Regions from separate parts of the Zea mays genome. Here region 1 is linked to region 2. The links are chromatin contacts, called in public Hi-C maps. All regions are on one chromosome and are shown on one strand. Each heading gives the region's core, a stretch centred on a gene start, on an enhancer-like site or on the middle of the called end of the contact. The rest is flanking DNA. Distances are from core to core; before and after follow the strand shown.

Region 1 (5,266 bases), core at 663-3,162, 790 kb after region 2:
GGGAAGCATATATAACTAAAGAAAGTTGTTTATCTGACTGGAATCAAGTAAAATTGAATAAAAACAAGTAAAATCTGCAGCTAGATGCTCATGAATACAGTGCAACACCATATACTGAGGTATAAGATTAACTATGCTGCATCAGCAGAATACAAATAAAATGAAGAATTCAGCCTTGTAAGATGTAACAATTCATTATGAAGCATTATAGACGAGTAATGGTGCAGGCTACCTACGTGAGCACAGGGAAATACACAGAAACGAAATCTTAGTTGCAACTATCAGATATTTTCATACAAAATTCTTAATCTTTGTTACAAAATTGTCTTCCCACATGAGAAAATGCACCACAGTCTTCTAGAGCTGCACAAAGAGTGGATGATTCTGATAATAGGGAAGTAGCAATTGAGAATATAGGTCGTGTATTTCAAGTGGGGGATGGGATTGCCAAATTGCAAACATATGGCCAACAATACATTAGATGTGAAAATGAACTCATTCAAGAGCGAAAAAAAGAACCAAATGCAATGAATTAGCAGTGTGAACCATGTATCAGTAGTGACATGTTTTCTTGTTGACAGCAAGTGCAGAGCCGCGTATATTAACAGCAAGTCAGCAACAACAAAATTGCAAGTCAAAACTAGTATTGATGCTGGTGGCTTCCAAACTTACATTCTTTTAATGATGACAGCACGAACCGGAGAGGTACCCTGGTCCATGTTATCCAGCTGAAGCATTTCAAGATCCTCCGGCAGAATCTGTTGCTGAACAGGAAAACTGCTCGGTGTGTAGGCCATAACTTTCCCTTGCAGGGTTTGAGTCATCATGCTTGTAACATTCACCTGAAACGCAGAGATTTTCCAAGTCATCAAGAGCTCGATAAGCAGCTGCAAGCACATGATAGTCATACCACTAACGCAAAGCATAGAAGCACACATGAAGCTGTACTAGATATAGAATGCATAGTCATTGGAATGCGGAAGTACGACAAATCACAAGATCAGTAGATTGCTAGTGCAAAGCAAAGCAGCACAAAAAATCAGTACTAGGAACAGAAAGTAATGTGACTAAAAAGGTAAACAACTTTTACACTGAAGACGAGCATAAAGACCGACCGTTTCCTGAGCACGCTGGCACTAAAAATATCCCAAAATTTGGAGTAGCAGAATGTGGAACGCACCAGTAACCGATGACCACATTGATTCCTTTAGTCTTATACGGCTCAGGTGCTAGACATTGTCACCAGATTGGCCAACCAGGAAGCCGCAAGCGTAACGGCACCGCTACTAACAAAGCGATAACATAAGGATTGCATGCAGCATTCATCACTAAACCCCAATTCTACTGCTACAGACATCATTTGTTTTGTTTTTCCTTTTTTCTGTTCATCAAAGGTTGTCAGAAAATATAATACAATTGATTAACAAGCACACCACAGGGTCAGACGAACCACGCAGGGCGAGAGCACAAGGCGAACGTCGCCTACGACGCCCAAAATCTGAAGAAACCAAGAAAACCCTAACCCTAGGGGATCCGTACGCCGCCTCCAGCAAGTGCCACCAGATCGGATCTGATCGAGCCCTACGTGGGACGGGGAGGGGGAGGGCGAGGGGCGGGGGCGTTACCTAAATTTCCCCTGCGCGATACAGCCGCATGGGACGTCTTCTCCGGGGCCGGCCAGCGGGGGCTCCGGGCGCTCCGGCCTTGCCGGCAGCGGGGCTAGGGGCTAGGGCTAGGGTTTGGGCGGCTGCGGGGAACGGGAAGGAGGCGATCAGAAGGAAGGGGAGGATGGAGAGGGAAAGGGTAAATAAGTCAAGGCCATGGGGGCCACTCGGCGGGTCCAGCTCGCATGTGGATTGGATCCCCAGACGGACCGATTTTGAGACTGTCTTCAACAATCTCCTGCTATGAGTCTATGGCCCTGTTTGGCACAGCTTATTTTCAGCTTCTTCACAAATTTAAGCTGAAGTCCTGCCAAATAGACAGCTTCTTCAGCAGCTTATCAGTTCAGCTGCTTCTCAAAATGAACTAAAAGCAGCCAACAAGCAGAAGCTGCTTTTTACCAGCTTATCAGATAAGCTGCTTTTTCAACAAACAGCAGCTGTCCCAAACAGGGCCTATGACTACTTTAACATCTCTCTTCACCTCCACAGCCCCTTTAAATCCCACAATAATATTCAAATATACATTTTCCTATGACTACCTCAACAACCATTCCTTTTATTTCAACTAGGTAAATACATGTGCGTTGCAACGGGAAAAATAGTGCAACAATAACATTTGTATAGCCATGTGTTGTGGTGTTAATTAAAATTAAGCGGTCTTTAAAACTTTGTAGAGGCAATTGATTGTAACCATGAAGGGTAGGAATTGTTGATGTTCTTGATCCTAATCGCGCTTCAGACTTACTTGTCGGGTTCATCTGTAAAGTCAAAATTATAGACCAAAATCAGGCGAAAAGACCCGTTGAATGAAAATTTCATTTTCCCACTAAACTGCATATTTGTCCTGACCTTTAACTATCCATTGTTTTAATCTTTATATGAGGATAGTCATGCAAAGTTTGTCTATTAAAAAATCCATTGCTATAATAACAATACCTTTTTTTGCTACGTCAACATTCTTGTCCATCAATCCTTCAATTCAGTGTTGTATCTTGATGTCAGGACAATAAGAACAATCTTCGCTGCACCCAGTAGTCTTGATCGAAAGAAGACTGTACTGCTGCACTTATTCTAAATTTGTGGACATTTCTTTAAACCTGAACCTGAAAAACATAACTGATCATTATTGAGAACAAATGGCATATCATATTTATTGCTACCCTATTATTTGAGCATAATGTCATAGCCACATGGATGCAGCTCATGAGTTGAGGCGGCTCGCGAGCCGACTTCGAGGCGAGACAAACCTTCTCCTTCAGCTTGTTGAGTGGCCGAGCCAAGCCGAGCTCGGTCAATTAGCCGATAATTTAGTGCATGCATCGATGCACTCCTTAAGCATGTGCTCAAGTTTGAGCATTTCTTCAAATCGTCTTGTGTATGTGCATTATTAGGAAAATAGATTAAGCTTGACAAATACCTTATGTAGAGATCTAGACGATATACGAGAGTTTCTGCAAATTATGTATAAAACCAATAATTGAAATGTGTTGCAATGTTATGAGTATAATCATTAAGCTAAGGTGCCAACAACTATTGTATAATTACTATTTTGCCAACACCACTCCCAACAGGCTAGCTAACATGTGGGGATTTTTTTCTTTAATCAATCAGCAAAGTACTGAAGAACAAAGCAGAAAAAAAGAAATCTAGAATAGATGTTAAAATAAAGAAATGATAACAAATCAAAGAAACATACTAGAACGGGGTGTGCTTCAACCGGGGAGACTGTCTGAACCACAAGCGCCTCACGAAAAGGACATCAACTGAACATGTGAAATGATGAAAAGCATGGATATCAATGCAAAGAGATGAATCAAGTCAAGCAGACCACACCATGTATAGCTAATAATTTAGTAACAGATTATACATGGAAATGTATTCTGATACATTGGATGAAATTTATTACCACATTATCCCTTAAGAGATTTCCTATAGTTATATAGTTTGACGCAAAAAAATCCAAACAAAGGCAGGTCCTCAAAAGAAGTTTTAATACCAAACCGCACATGCTTTCTCGTCATAAAAAGCTGCCTTATTGCAGTATTTACAATCATGATTCTTGGTGGTTCATAGACTTTCTTTCCTTTGCATAAATACATAGGCAAAAGATGAACAGTTAGTAGGTAAGACTTATTGTAGTGTTTACAATCATGATACTTATTGCAGTGTTTATCATCATCAATATCTATCCAATGCAAATATAAAAATCAGCTACTAAGGGCTGCTTGCATCAAATTGAACGGTTAGCAGGTGAGGTGGAAATTCTATTGTGCAAGGTATTGATAATGAGAATTTAAAGGATGCTAATTTACCTGGCTAAAGATTCCCATGTCAGCACCTTGAACAATACACTAAATCAGCTATCATGAAGGAAAACAACTTCTACCATCCATGCTCTGTTTCGATGCATATTATCATTTAAAAGTGGAAATAAACATGATAGGAATGATCTTGGCTTCAAATAACATATATTAGGGATTGAACAAAACTATATCTTAACTTTATGACAGTCTAATAGTTTGACAATTCATTGTTGTACAATGGTTAAACTATAAGAAACATTACCTATGGCTACAAATATTAGATTAATTGCCTATTTCTTGATAATGAAGAATTCAGACAATTTTGAAAGGTCAAGCAAGAATCACAAGTTATCATCGAGCACTAACCTAGAAAAAGAATAGCAGACAAGACGGATCCTGCTATGCGAACCTGAGGGAAGTACATGTTGTTGTATGTTGTTGTGTCTTGTTTCCTTGAATTTGTCATTCAAATAATCCTACAATAATTTGACAACAAAAACTATTCAAGTATTGATGATGCAACACTGAAAAGTATCCTAGAATAAGAGGAGCATTCAGATGTAAAGCTAAATAGTAAGTCAAACGCCATGTTATGCATAAAAATGAAGGCCCCATTAACCATAATCCACTGCTACACCGAATGATTAGAATAATACTGCTTCATACAGAAATGTACCGACCTCACACCAGAACAACAAAAAACAAACAAAACCCACGATATCCCCGCCGATTATCTAAACATCGTTTTCATAGTGAAATTCTACCATCATAAAATGAGAGCACTAGCTCCAAATTCGTACTAATATAGCTAGTGAGATGGGATAACATACTCCCTCGGAGTTTTTAGCATGCATATATTTAGCCGTTCTTCCAAGAAAAATGTGCTACCTGACTGTCTAGTGCCACGTCCCGTGTCGCGCCAAATAACGGAAATTGGGTCTTACCTCCAACCTCAACAATGAGGACTTGCCTCTATGTTCTGATGGATCAATTGACAATGAATACCAATGTTGTTGATCCTTTTTAACTCATCATAGTTTCTTTAGAAACTGAATTAGGCGACTGTGATAATATGTGGAGGAAAGAAATGATAGAGGAGGCGTTCATAGGTGTTTCACTGATCACAAAAAAGCAACATCTAGCTTGTTTTCCCTATAAGGTAACATTTAGATAATATTGTCCCACGAAATATAAGTTTATATAGCATCCAGATAACATCATTCTACGAGGTAAAAGACAAAACAGTAGGTGTTGGACAACACCACATGAAAAATGGCACTTTTAGATATTTGTAAGCTA
Region 2 (5,230 bases), core at 354-2,853:
CTGCCCAATCCAAGTGATAGTCTGCGCACTTTCTTGTTTCAAGCATCGGTAATAACTGTGCAGGTTCTTTTCGTTATTATTTAGCGGGCGCACACGGATGACGACCTGGAAAATGAACCACAAGTTAAAGAGTGTTTGCTGAAGTTGACTCTCGAACATATGGACGTGTTTAAAACTCAAAGATCAAATAGAAATGCGAACTAAATAGAATTAAACAAATTCATCTTTAGGATGCCCACACAATTAGTAACCAAGGAACATTTATACTGCTCTACACAACCGTAACCAAATCAGCACACGTACTAGTCTCTCTTCACTGTTCCATCAATTGTGTGGTCTGGGAACAATATATGCACATGCATCAAGAACAAACTTCACAAAAACTCATAAATTTCCCAAGGTAGCAACAAGAGACGTGTAGTAGATGTAGTTCACCTGCACATTGTTGTCCATCCAAAAGGAGGGGTCCTCTCGGAGCTCGAAATGAGGCACCTCCACGGAATTCACCACCGTCGGCGGCCCAAGTGACGTCGGCGGTCCCCTCCCCGCCATGGTGAACCCCAGGCCAAACCCTGCCCCCCTGGGCCCGCCACCGCTCATGGGCGGCCTCGACCCGCTCGCCCCAATGCTGTGCGCCGGCTTGGTGACGCTCTTGGTGGGCGTGCTGTGCGTGGACCCGCCCTCGGAGGCCGCCGGCGCCACCGTCACCGCCTTGCCCCGATGCGCACGGGGCGTGGTCATCGCGCAGTGCGGGGTTGCCCCCACGCCGACCCGCGGTGGGGCCTCGTCGGCGCGGGGCGGGACCCAGCCGAACCGGCTCCGCGTGGCGGCCTTCTCGGGGGTCCGGAACGGGAGCTTGGACGGCGTCGGCGCCGGCGACTCGGGCTTCCGCTTCAGACCGGACGCCGGCGGCTGGATAGCGAGCAGCGGAGGGCGGCCGGGGTCCGTGGCGGCGACGGCGACGCCAACGGCCGCGACATCTGGGACGACGCCCGGCGAGTTCTCGTCGTTGCCGGCTTCCGAGGCGGAAGCCTTCGCCGGAGTTCGGCGGAGCGCGGCGTGATCCCTCACCATTCTGCGGCGGCGCCAAACTTATAAGACTTGGCACCAAGAGGTGTGGTAAAAAAATTCCAACCGCACGAAACACAGTCAGAGCTAGCTGTTGCAAATGCTGGGAGGACGAGGCGGCGGAGGCACCTGAGCGGGGCGGAGGAGGCGGAGGCGGCGAGCAGGAGGATGGTGAGGCGGCGAATGGTGCTCTCTATCGTCTGCCGCCGCGGCCGCCTTCTGAGAGCTGAAGGAGCATGGGGAGGAGATCCGCGTCAGAGGAACAGGAGATTTCAAAATTTGGATGGAGAAATTCAGATCGCGCCGAACTCGATTCGAACCACTTGAGTGGAGTGGAGGAGCTCAGGAACAGGAGTGGCGGAACAAAGACGCTGCAGAAGGCGCAGAGCAACAGGAGCTGCCCCCGGCAAGGAGTGTTCACTTCTAGAAGGTTCTAGAACCCTCCCTAGTCCCTCCTCTCCGCGCCCTGTCTGCTGCTTGAAGAAGGACTGAGACTGGGACTGGGAGGAACAGTGGCGAACGGCGCAGTGTATTGTGCCTTGCCCGTTGGTCGAGACGAGGGGCCGCGTGGGGCCCGCTGGAAGGGCCGATAGGATTTGAATCGAAGCGGAGGCATTCGAAATGGACGGCCGCGATCTTATCCCTGGAGGCGGTGGACGGCTCGGATGGGATCACGCGGCGGCCAGTGCCCCGCGAGGAGGGTTCGAATTTGGAGGGTCGTGAGGTCAGATCGGAGACAAATGACAAATCTTTGTTTAATTTGAAAGCGTTTACCATCTGTGTTACATTATTACATCCCGTCTGATCGAAATTTTGGGGGCTCCATAGGGCAGTGAAAAAGTTTACCGTCATCTATATATCATTAGAGTCGAGGAGCATATATTCATTCCAAAGTTTACATGCTGCTAATAACATTAATTTTACTCGTCGATATATTATTAGACCAATAGTATATATATTGATTAGGCCATTCGTAGCTGTCCGCTAGAAAGAGTGAGTAGTTGATTCTACAAAATAACCACTAAAAATATAAATTTGGTCTAAAATAAGGGTTAGTGCAATACTAAACCAATTTCGAGTAGAGAGAAGGAAAAGCGAAGTCCTGGTCACTTGATTGTTATTTCTATACTAATCTATTAAGAATCTAATGTGGGCATGATACCACGGCTTCACCTTCACTCTAGGTCCATCACCACACTACGCAAAAAAAATAGTGCAAAGGGAGCACTCGAACTCACACCCCCTTTCTTCAGAAATTTGAGGTTAAGCACCAGACCACAAATACCTTATGTTTAGAAATAAACAATAGTTATGTTTGAGTATATAATAACCGTACCAAAGCACGGGCAACTGGCTAGTCAAGATATAATAGATTAAGAGCAATATCACAAGTGAATTTGAAAGACTTAGAAGAGGAAGAAAAATTACAAGCAAATAAGCACACAAGGCATGATGATTTTTTCCATTGTTCGGCCGATACTAAAATGCTTGTCTACTCCATGTTGTGGTGTCCCAACGGATAAGGGTTGCACTTAACTCCTCTTAAGTGATCCAAAGATCAAACTTAATATAGTTATCCTCGCAAGAAATCTCTACAAGTTGAAGCATTTTATTGTCGTACACATATTGATGGAGTTTACTACTCAGTAACAACACAAGAGATGGGAGAATACACACAAGAGCAATGCAGCAACACATTGCAAGAGAAAAAATCACGAGAGCACAAAGTCACAAAGACACAAGAACAGCTCAGAAACGACGCTTGGATCTCACTAAATCATTAGAATGCGTTGCAATAGAGTGTTGGAGTAATGTATTGCTCTTGGAGTGCTGAAGAGGTGCGCCATGGAGGTATTTTTATAGCCCCCAAAAGACCCATAGCAGTCGCCCCTTCCTTGCAAAAAAAAATGTCAAAATCTGGCTGACTACGGGTGCACCAGAGTGCTTGGGTGCTGAAGAGATGCTCCACGGGGGCATTTTTATAGTCCCAAAAGGCCCATAGCGGTCGCCCCTTCCTTGCAAAAAATACCAAAATCTGGCTAACTGTGGATGCACCAGTCCGATGCACCACAGGACCGGGTCCATGTGCTCCGAGTCTGGGATCTGATTGGGCGCCTTCCTTAGCTGGTAGGCACCGAACCGGTCCGGTGCACCTCCGGATTGGGTGCCACGTTAGCTAGCCTTTGGCCAGCGTGCACCTGTTAGAGAGTGTCGTTGAAGGCAGTCCAGTGCGCCATCGAACCATGAACAGTGAAGATCGTTCAGCCATACAGGTGGTCCGATCACTACAAAAAACTGGTTAAAGAACGTGGGTGAAAAACCGTCGAACTTAATGTAATAGGCCGTCGAACTTACCATAAGAACGTGGGTTTACCGACGAATATAGCCGACGGCGATTTTTGGACGAACTTAAAGAAGTAAGTTCGATGGCCCCCACGTTCTTAAGGTTAAGAACGTGGGTACCGTCGAACTTAACAATAAGAACATGGGTACCGTCGAACTTAACAATAAGAACGTGCGTTATTAAGTTCGACGGAGGCCATCGAATTTGTTCTCATAAGTTCGACGGTACCCACGTTCTTATTGTTAAGTTCGACGGGGCCACGTGGCCGTCGAACTTATCTGGCCTGCGTGGGTCTGTACCCACGTTCTTATCCCTTTTTCAGAAAAAAAATAAAAAATACAGAAATAAAAAATTAGACAAACATAAAATCACATGCAACACAGAATATCACATACAATACATATTTCAAACACATGGAGTATTTGGAAGCAACCGTCAGTCTACTCGTACAGGTATGATATACTACCATAATAAAGAATGTACAGCTGATCTGAGAACAAGGATGATTCTATCCCAATTCCTATCTGTCTCACTCCGCGCTAACATTGTCTATTTTCTGTTTCTTTCATTGCCTGCATCTGTGTGAAGGACATCCAAAAAATGCTCCCGCACTGTTATGATTTATTATATGGGGCTTGTAAACCCATTCCTGAAATTCACGGGAGCGAATTGGCATTAGTAGGAAATTCTATTCAAATGGAATAACAGGAAAGTGTTACTAGCTGCCCTAGGAAATGAATACCATCAGCATATCTTCAGCTAAGTACTGACATGTGGCTATCCAGCTTGGAAACAATGTTGCAAATATTCCTAGACCCCCAGTAATCGTGCTAGAGCAACATGTAGACATACTGTTATCTATCATCACTTAACAGATGAGCTAGCACCAACATCTCATTGAAGCCATAAATCTGGCACACTGAACAAAACAATGAATCATACCAGATCAGGGCGAGACTCGCTTGCTCCTAGGACAGCATGTCTATTTGGTTGTACTTCAACATCCCAAATAAGTATCTGGATGACAATGGGAAAAAGGTTGACATCATTCCAACTGCAACACATTATGCCTCGCAAGAATTAAACAGCATCACAAGATCTGAACATACATCCCAAATAAGTACCTGGATGACAATGGGACAAGCAGAAGAGCTGGCTGATTTAGTGAGAAGAGCTGGCTGATTTAGTGAGAGATTTTAGAAGATGCACTATTCATAGTTATGTGCCTCCAGCCTTGAATGCCTATACATTAAAAGAAACTAAATTCAGCAAGCATGAGTAATCAGAGGTAGATTGGAAAAGATGCACTATTCATAGTATGGAAATTGGGCGTTCAAGCCCTTGACATGGGCTCAAATCCAAGAACAAGCAATGAAGCAAGAGTGGGAAAAAACCACATGACTTTTCCTGAAAATGTGTATTTTACATCCTCTTGAGAAGCAAACAAGCTTTATGTAACACATAAACTGTCTGTGGTGCAACTTAAGATAACAAAAAAGTCAGATGATATACTTAGAACTTGAGCAGGAAGGAAAAGCATGGCATAAAAATAAAACCATCGCCAATTTTACATCAAAAAACAGAAGAGCAAAAGGAAAAAGGTCTACTTCAGCACAATTTGACAGCTCAAGTACTTGAGAGTTTCATATAAAACACCTGGATCTAGATGAAGGTATTGCTTCAAGATGCATATGTTATTGAAACATGGCAGAAAATATTCACTAAACATACCTGAACCATTAGCAGAATTTCACAAAGTGTCCCACTTCCTTTCCACAGTACCTCATCAGGTAACATAGGTATTATGGTTGCAAGAGA

Evidence for each region. Hi-C and Micro-C count contacts between places; a contact is called where the count stands out from the background.
Region 1: a Hi-C map of endosperm shows a contact between it and region 2, with 2.1 times the contacts expected there. The contact joins the promoter of LOC103650456 here to the promoter of LOC103652124 in region 2. A contact is called at or near these places in 3 of 25 Hi-C or Micro-C datasets (ear, endosperm and tassel).

What each region holds. Positions count from the first base shown.
Region 1 is chr3:115,896,462-115,901,727 of Zm-B73-REFERENCE-NAM-5.0, forward strand. It overlaps LOC103650456 (probable histone acetyltransferase HAC-like 3), which reads right to left and starts at 1,913. Exons shown (of 17, transcript XM_008676047.3): 1 at 1,626-1,913; 2 at 673-842. The coding sequence starts at 827.
Region 2 is chr3:115,109,603-115,114,832 of Zm-B73-REFERENCE-NAM-5.0, forward strand. It overlaps LOC103652124 (kinesin-like protein KIN-12F), which reads right to left and starts at 1,604. Exons shown (of 37, transcript XM_008677771.3): 1 at 1,389-1,604; 2 at 1,198-1,294; 3 at 436-1,075; 4 at 1-105. The coding sequence starts at 1,074. LOC103650443 (DNA polymerase epsilon catalytic subunit B) reads right to left here. Exons shown (of 14, transcript XM_035966268.1): 10 at 5,144-5,230; 11 at 4,537-4,654; 12 at 4,355-4,429; 13 at 4,155-4,242; 14 at 3,758-4,061. The coding sequence ends at 4,631.